Linked DNA regions of Rattus norvegicus: region 1 is linked to region 2. The links are chromatin contacts, called in public Hi-C maps. All regions are on one chromosome and are shown on one strand. Each heading gives the region's core, a stretch centred on a gene start, on an enhancer-like site or on the middle of the called end of the contact. The rest is flanking DNA. Distances are from core to core; before and after follow the strand shown.

What was found. Hi-C and Micro-C count contacts between places; a contact is called where the count stands out from the background.
Region 1: a contact with region 2 is called in a Hi-C map of the A7r5 cell line, with 4 times the contacts expected there. The contact joins the enhancer-like site here to the promoter of Zfp354a in region 2. A contact is called at or near these places in 6 of 12 Hi-C or Micro-C datasets (the A7r5 cell line, frontal cortex, hepatocytes and 3 more).

What each region holds. Positions count from the first base shown.
Region 1 is chr10:36,295,236-36,298,672 of GRCr8, forward strand. The region is part of intron 5 of Col23a1 (collagen type XXIII alpha 1 chain); the gene reads left to right. The region is part of intron 1 of LOC134480786 (a long non-coding RNA gene); the gene reads right to left. Among named protein-coding and RNA genes, the nearest start is that of Phykpl, 44 kb to the right of the region's middle. Within about 2 kb of position 1,321, at least 2 of the 93 cell types and tissues checked have an H3K27ac peak or open chromatin away from gene starts, as enhancers often do.
Region 2 is chr10:35,895,513-35,898,916 of GRCr8, forward strand. It overlaps Zfp354a (zinc finger protein 354A), which reads left to right and starts at 1,751. Exons shown (of 5, transcript NM_052798.3): 1 at 1,751-1,878; 2 at 2,510-2,592; 3 at 3,319-3,404. The coding sequence starts at 2,560. It overlaps LOC134480783 (a long non-coding RNA gene), which reads left to right. Exons shown (of 4, transcript XR_010055602.1): 4 at 1-275.

The sequences.
Region 1 (3,437 bases), core at 71-2,570, 400 kb after region 2:
CCACCCACAGGCTCTGTCTGGTTAAACTCATTGTACCCAGGGAGGCAGGACCTGCAAAGCCTCCAACATCAGTCATGGGGAATCGACAGCTGAGGTCCCAAAGGACAGAGTAAGCTCGGGGCTGAAATGTGGTCTTCGAGACAAGGCCCCAGCCTGGGACCAATTTCCAAGTGAATAACTCAATTGGACTGTTTGGAATTAATCAGGCGAACAAAAAAAAAAAATAAAACCATGAACACCACACACTCATATGCTTCCTTACACTCTTCCAGTTCAAAAACAGCTTTGATTGTAAAAATGTAATTAGTTAAATGATTCATCTGTAATACCCCCCAAATTCATGTGCTTTCTTAAAGTCTAACATCCCCTGGCTCATTCCCATCTGACCCCTGCAGGGCGGCTCCCAGCCCCCAAGATGCTGGGCAGAGGGAGGAGGGGTGAACACCCACTTCCTGAGTCCCCCATAATAGTCCCCAGATTGGAACCTCAAAGACAGAGCCAGCTGGGCTTGCAGAAGAGGGCCTCCATACAGGCTTCCTCCCCAGCCTTCTGCCCCGAGGTGGAACAAAACAGGTACTTCTGGAGTCCTGCCATTGTCCGGGTCTGGATCTTCCTTCCTCAGTTTCCCATAATGTCCCATGTGAGGCAGCCAAGGAAAGGGAGATGACCACAGGCATTGGGGGTACGGGGGGGGCTTTAGATCCTTTACTCAGGTCCAGAGCTGCACACCCACTCTCACTTCTGTATCTCGGGCACAGGGGTCTCCTGCCCATAGATCACTCTAGAAGAGGAAAACAGTACCACGAGAGGCCAGCAGAAGAGGGTGGGCCATGTGCTTGCTGGTTGCCAGTAACCAATCTTAGAACGGTACCTGCAGACTGGCCACTGACCGGCACCTCTCCTCATTTCCCCACACACAGCCTACTGCATGGAGGAGCTGTTCACAGACATGACCTGAACCATGAACCCTGAAAAGACTGGAGAGAAGACAGTACTGGGGTAGAAAACTGTTCCTGCAGCCCCCATGACTAGACAAAGAATGAGTTTTGGTTCCCCATAGACTGTGAGACCTCAGGCATATGTCACCCCTCAGAGATAGTCTGTTCCTTGCATTCCCAGTAGCAATTGGGAGATCCAAGTGGATGACTCCTGGGAACTCCAGGGCTGGACACTCAAACCGGGTTCAATGAATGACAGTTCCTGTCGCTATATAATCACTTAGTCCAGCAGGGGGAGCCCTTAAGGCTATAGCAAGCTTGGCTTGGGTGAGCATCCAAAGTACAGAGCCTCTCCGGCTGTGACACTGGGGCAGGAGCTGGCTTTGACTAGTAGACAACAGATCAAGGGCGCCCCCTAGTGCTCATAGCGCAGACACCCATGCTGGTTGGGAAATTGGACCTTCATGGAATCACTGTCATGTGTAAACATTGTTCAACAAATGTTTATTCTCAGCTCACAGCAGTTTGCCATTCCACATGTAGTAGCAAGAAATAAATCCAGGGGTCCTAACCTCCTAGAAGCCTCTGACTAATCCACAGAAAGATCCACGAGTCACCTGAACTCCAGCCTCACCGTAGGCTGTGGTCAGCGTCAAGAGGGTTTAGTAGCTGTGAGCGTCTGTAAACCCACATCAGACGGGGATCAGGGCTGCTACCTCAGGAAAGTATGACATAAGGACAAAAAAAAATGAAGTAGGGGGCTGGGAATGTAGCTCACTCTGTAGCCTGTTTGCCTAATAGACACAAGGCCTTGGGTTCAATGGCGATCCTTCCTAAATCACACACACACACACACACACACACACACACACACACACACACACACACACACAAAACAGGCATGAAAGCCAGGCAGTGGTAGCACATGCCTTTAATCCCAATACTTGGAAGACAGATCTCTGAGTTCAAGGCCAACCTGGTCTACAAAGCAAGTTCCCGGACACTTAGGGTTACACAGAGAAATCATGTCTCAGAAAAAGAGAAAAAATAAACAATCAAACAAACAAAAAAACAGGCACGATGGTACTCACCTAAGCTATATGAAACCCTTCCTCAAAACACCTTTAACTAGCGATAACTAGCAAACACCTTTCATTTCAGCTGTAAACAGGCAGATCTCTGAGTCTGAAGCCAGCCTGGTCTACACAGTGAGTCTTAGACCAGCCAGGACTGAGACCCTGTCTCAAAGAAAAAGGAAAGCCAAAACAAAGCAAAAGCCAGATGGGTGCTGACAAAAGGGAGATACAGGAGCCTCCAGCCCCACCCCACCCCCAGACAGAGCCAGGCTGATAAGGAGCAATCGGTAGAGGCAGCTAGCCTCACTAAGGAGCCAACTGCTTCCGTCCTCTGATGTCCAAGTCCCAGGAGAGCCATCCTGCCCATTCCACTTCCCTATCCCAAAGGACATGGGCATCCAAGGAAAACTGGGCAGCTTGTTCTTGAGTCTAAGGGCAGGGGCATAGCCAGCATGCCATCCCACCCCTGTCTGTTCAGGGATGGAAGATAGAGGAGGTTGGTCTGGGAGGAAGGCGAGCTGTGCTCAGGGGAACGGAAGGACCAGAGAGACAGTTCAGCTCCTGAAACCTGAGCTCACAAGCTCACTGGCGCCCCATAAGCATCACCTAGTAAAGAAAATAATATAATAATATAAATATATATAAATTACGTATCATAAGACCGTAACAGTTATATTTGCATATGATTAATATATTTATATATTTATTTTAATTTATAATTTAATTAAATTTAATTCACTTATATATTTGTTTTTATTAATTATACATAATTAGCATACATAAGAATATAATATAAGGGTTGGAGAGATAGCTCGGCGGTTAAGAGCACTGACTGCTCTTCCAGAGGTCCTGAGTTCAAATCTCAACAACCACATGGTGGCTCACAACCATCTGTAATGGGATCTCATGCCCTCTTCTGGTGTGTCTGAAGACAGCTACAGTGTACTTATATATAAGATAGAAAAGAAAGAAAGAAAGAGAGAGAGAGAGAGAGAGACAAAGAAAGAAAGAAAGAAAGAAAGAAAGAAAGAAAGAAAGAAAGAAAGAGAGAGAGAGAGAAACTGGCAGCAGAAAAGTGTACAGAACTGGGGCTTGGGCTAGATGGACTGGGTGTGTCTAAATGAAGTCTTGCACATCAGTCCATGCAGGGCAATCCTCACAGCAGATTCAAGAAAAGCTGAGAATCCAAATTCGCTATGTACTTTAGATCCGTACAGCGTCCAGCCTTTTTGCTGGTGGCGTTACTTTTCCTGCCTATGTTGTCTACAGAAATCAAGGACGGTTCGTGCTGCAGCTCAGGGTTGGAGAGCTGGGGGTGACGGGAGTGGGGGGTGCTCTGCCTAGTGTGTATCAGTTCAGCACACCACAGAAGGAGGGAAAGCAGTCTACAAGATCATGTGTGAGTAGACAGGGGAGTACATAG
Region 2 (3,404 bases), core at 501-3,000:
CAGAGCTGTGGAAGACAGAGAACCAACCATGTAAGAATCAAGGAAAAGCAGCCCCAGGGGCCACTCCCTCAATTAGGTCTGGGATAGCAGAGATAAAGTATAGATTCATCAGAGGGGACAGTGTGGTGGCCACGGGAAGCTTTGGAAGTGGCCCAACCATCCATTGAGGCATCCCTTCCCCCTGAGGAACCAGCCACATGATGGTATAATATAGAGGCATGGGGAGGGGAGTCAAGAGGTTAGTAGAGACAGAGGGAGAGAGAGAGAGAGAGAGAGAGAGAGAGAGAGAGAGAGAGAAGTAAAGAAGTGGGGGCCAGCCATTAGCATGTGAAGAGAGAGGGGGGAAGGGAGAAGGGAAGGGAGTGGGGAGAGAGCAGAAGCAGGAGGGCAAGAGCAAGAGAGAGAAGGAGGCAAGAAGCCCCTTTTATAGTGAGTCAGGCATACCTGGCTGTAGCCAGGTAACTGTAGGGCGGAGCTTAGACAAAATACTTACAAGGTGAGGTCTTTAAACTTGTAAACCATGACCCCAAATTAGCCCTTCATTTAGACGGGCAAGCTATTCTTCTCAAGTGCATGTCACAGACACAAAAACACGACTACCACAGTTCCTCCTCTCCTGAGTTGTTGCCTCAAACCTGCTTCATTCTCCTTCCAGCCCGTCCTTCACTTTACCCTGCTTTTGCTATTTTTCTCATTACACGTATCCTCTAGAACCCTATCTCATTATGTTCATGGCTTATTGTCTGGTTCTTGCCCTTTACTAAAAAGTACTACGGGATAATGGTGTTTGTTTTATTCACAGACTTTTTTCAAATGATTTATAATAGGGCCCGGCACATGACTGTTAGAGCACAGACTCCAGCTGTCTTTCTCTTGTACTCTGAAAAGTCAGACCACGTAGTCCTGCAGTCTCACCCTCTTTGGACTGAGAGTTGATACTAGCATCTACCATGACATGAAAAGGCTCCGCAGAGTTGAGTTATCTCTCTTCCTCTCTCAGCTGCCACCCCAGCTCCAACAGATACCCCAAACAACCCTGACTTATAACTTAGCTTGCATCTAGTGCCTTTCTGCCTTTTCCTGTGACTCCCAACACACAGGTTATGTCATATGGCGTGAAACACTTGCTTCCCCAAACTTGTAAGAATAAGGAAATCCCGTCCTTGGGAACTGAACGGTCTTTGATAAGCTTTGCACATCAGATCTCCATCATGGCTGCCTTCGTCCTGATTCTAGTACTGCCCCCACTGTTGTTGTTTATTTGCAGGAAAAGAAGTTTAAAGACATTTATTGTTTGTGTATATGAAATGAGTGTGTATGAGCATGGAATGTATGCACTGACCTGAGATGCCAGAAGGGGATGTTGGAACCCAGGCGCTGCAGTTACAGGCCATTGTGAGCAACCTGATATGGGTAGTGGGGATTGAACCTAAGTCCTCAGCAAGAACAGTAAGGATTCTTAACCGCTGAGCACTTCTTCAGTCCTACTAATACCTCATAATAAAGCTCTTCTGAAGGGCACTTCGTGTCAGCTTCCTTTCCACGAACCTGCGACATCGTTTATTATTTACCTACCAAGCAGGTGTTCAGTTACTAGTGTCCACTCTCAGCTTCCAAGCAATCTGTGCATAAGAAGAGTCCCAGACAAACCGAAGAACTTCAAATCCCAGAATCCCTGGGTCTCAGAGTGGACTACATTTCCCAGAGGCCTCCTCAGTCATTACCCTCGAACCTCAAGTTCTGAGCCCCCGTGAGCCTTCGCGGATCATAGGGAGTCTGTGGCACCGCTAGAGACTCGGGGCCAAGGTCCTAAGACAGACTTCTCACAGGCGCGGAGGTTCAGAGCGTATGTGAGGTGCGGCGGGAGCCGGGGAAAAGGTGAGTGAAGGCTGGGTTCAGCTCAGAGGCCTCCTGCCAGTCCCCCTCCCCTGAGTGCGCGCTCCCAGTGGCCTCGGCCCTGGACTGCAAGTGACCTGCTCCCCACTGCCTGGGCAGCGCCAACCCAGGCTGTTTTCCGTGCAGCCCTCTTGTCCTGGGCTACTGGTCCCTTTTCTAATTTTTTTTTTTTCTGGAAGTTTATCCCTTGGCAGCAGCGGTGCAGTTGGGTGGCCAACGTGTAGGGGAGGAAGAACACTGTCCCTGCCCTGGATCAGATCCGAGAGGGTGAAACCGGATGCCCTCCCACTGTGGCCGCACTCCAGCTTGAATTTCCTATCTGAAGGGGCCGGAAAGTCCCAGCTGAGATGTTGTGAACAGTCTAAGGGTGTTCACTTTGGGGACTCAGTGAGTCCCCCTCTGTTATGGAGTACAGTGTCTCTTGAATCTTACTTCTGGAAATCCACGGACAAGAAGACTGGTGACCTGTCGATTTTGTGATGCCCACCCCTGGCTCCTGGTTCCCTCTCTAGAGGCAGAAGAGCCAGGCGCAGCTAATGGGACGCTTTCGGAGATGCTGCGTCTGACAGGTGCGAAGCAACATGTGCAACTCCTTTCTTCTTCCTCCCCTCAGATCCTCCTCCATCTTCACCCATCTTTAGAGGAAGAGCCTACAGAAAGAAGATGGCTCCTGAGCAAAGAGAAGGGGCCTCTCAGGTAAGCGGCTTGCCATTTCGCTTCTTAACAGAAGGAGGGGCTTTTGTTTGGTTTCCCTTCTGACAGTTATCCACACAGTTCAGCCTTCCCTAGGATTCAGAGCCCATGCTCTCCTTGGAGGAATTGGTTCTCTCCCCACGGGTGGTGGATTCTGTGTGTTCACAGTTCTAGTCTTCTGTATTTCTTGATAGACAGGCTGTCATTGTCTGGTGCCTACAATCTGGTGTGTGCCTACAAATTTCACAAGTAACATACCAAGTGCCCTGGGACAGAACACACATATAGACTTGAGAAAATTCCCTTTTCCCCCCCGTCCCTGCCTTCCTCACTCGTCTGCGTTTCTTTCTCTGCCCTTACCAAGATTGATTTTTATTTTCTCTTCTTGACAATCCCTACGTTGCTCACCAAGCCTTCTTCAGCCTATGGTGGTTGATTATTTTTCCATTTTACTTTATGGGTCTTATGTTTTGCTTGTTCAATTCCATTGAAGTTTTGTTTGTCATTATGCATGTATGTGTGTGTGTGTGTGTGATGTGTGCATACAAGTGTATATGTGTATACATGTGTCATGTGTTCGGATGGCCGCATCTGTGTGTGAGAATGTACATCTGCACATGGCTGTCGAAGCCTGAGGCTATAGGGTGACTTCTCCCACGGCTTCCCAGATCTTCTATGTTGAGTCAGAGTCTCTACCTCAAAGCTCATCGAGTCATCTGTCCCTCACAGGTGTCAGTGACATTTGAAGATGTGGCTGTGCTCTTTACTCGGGACGAGTGGAAGAAGCTGGATCTGTCTCAGAGAAGCCTGTACCG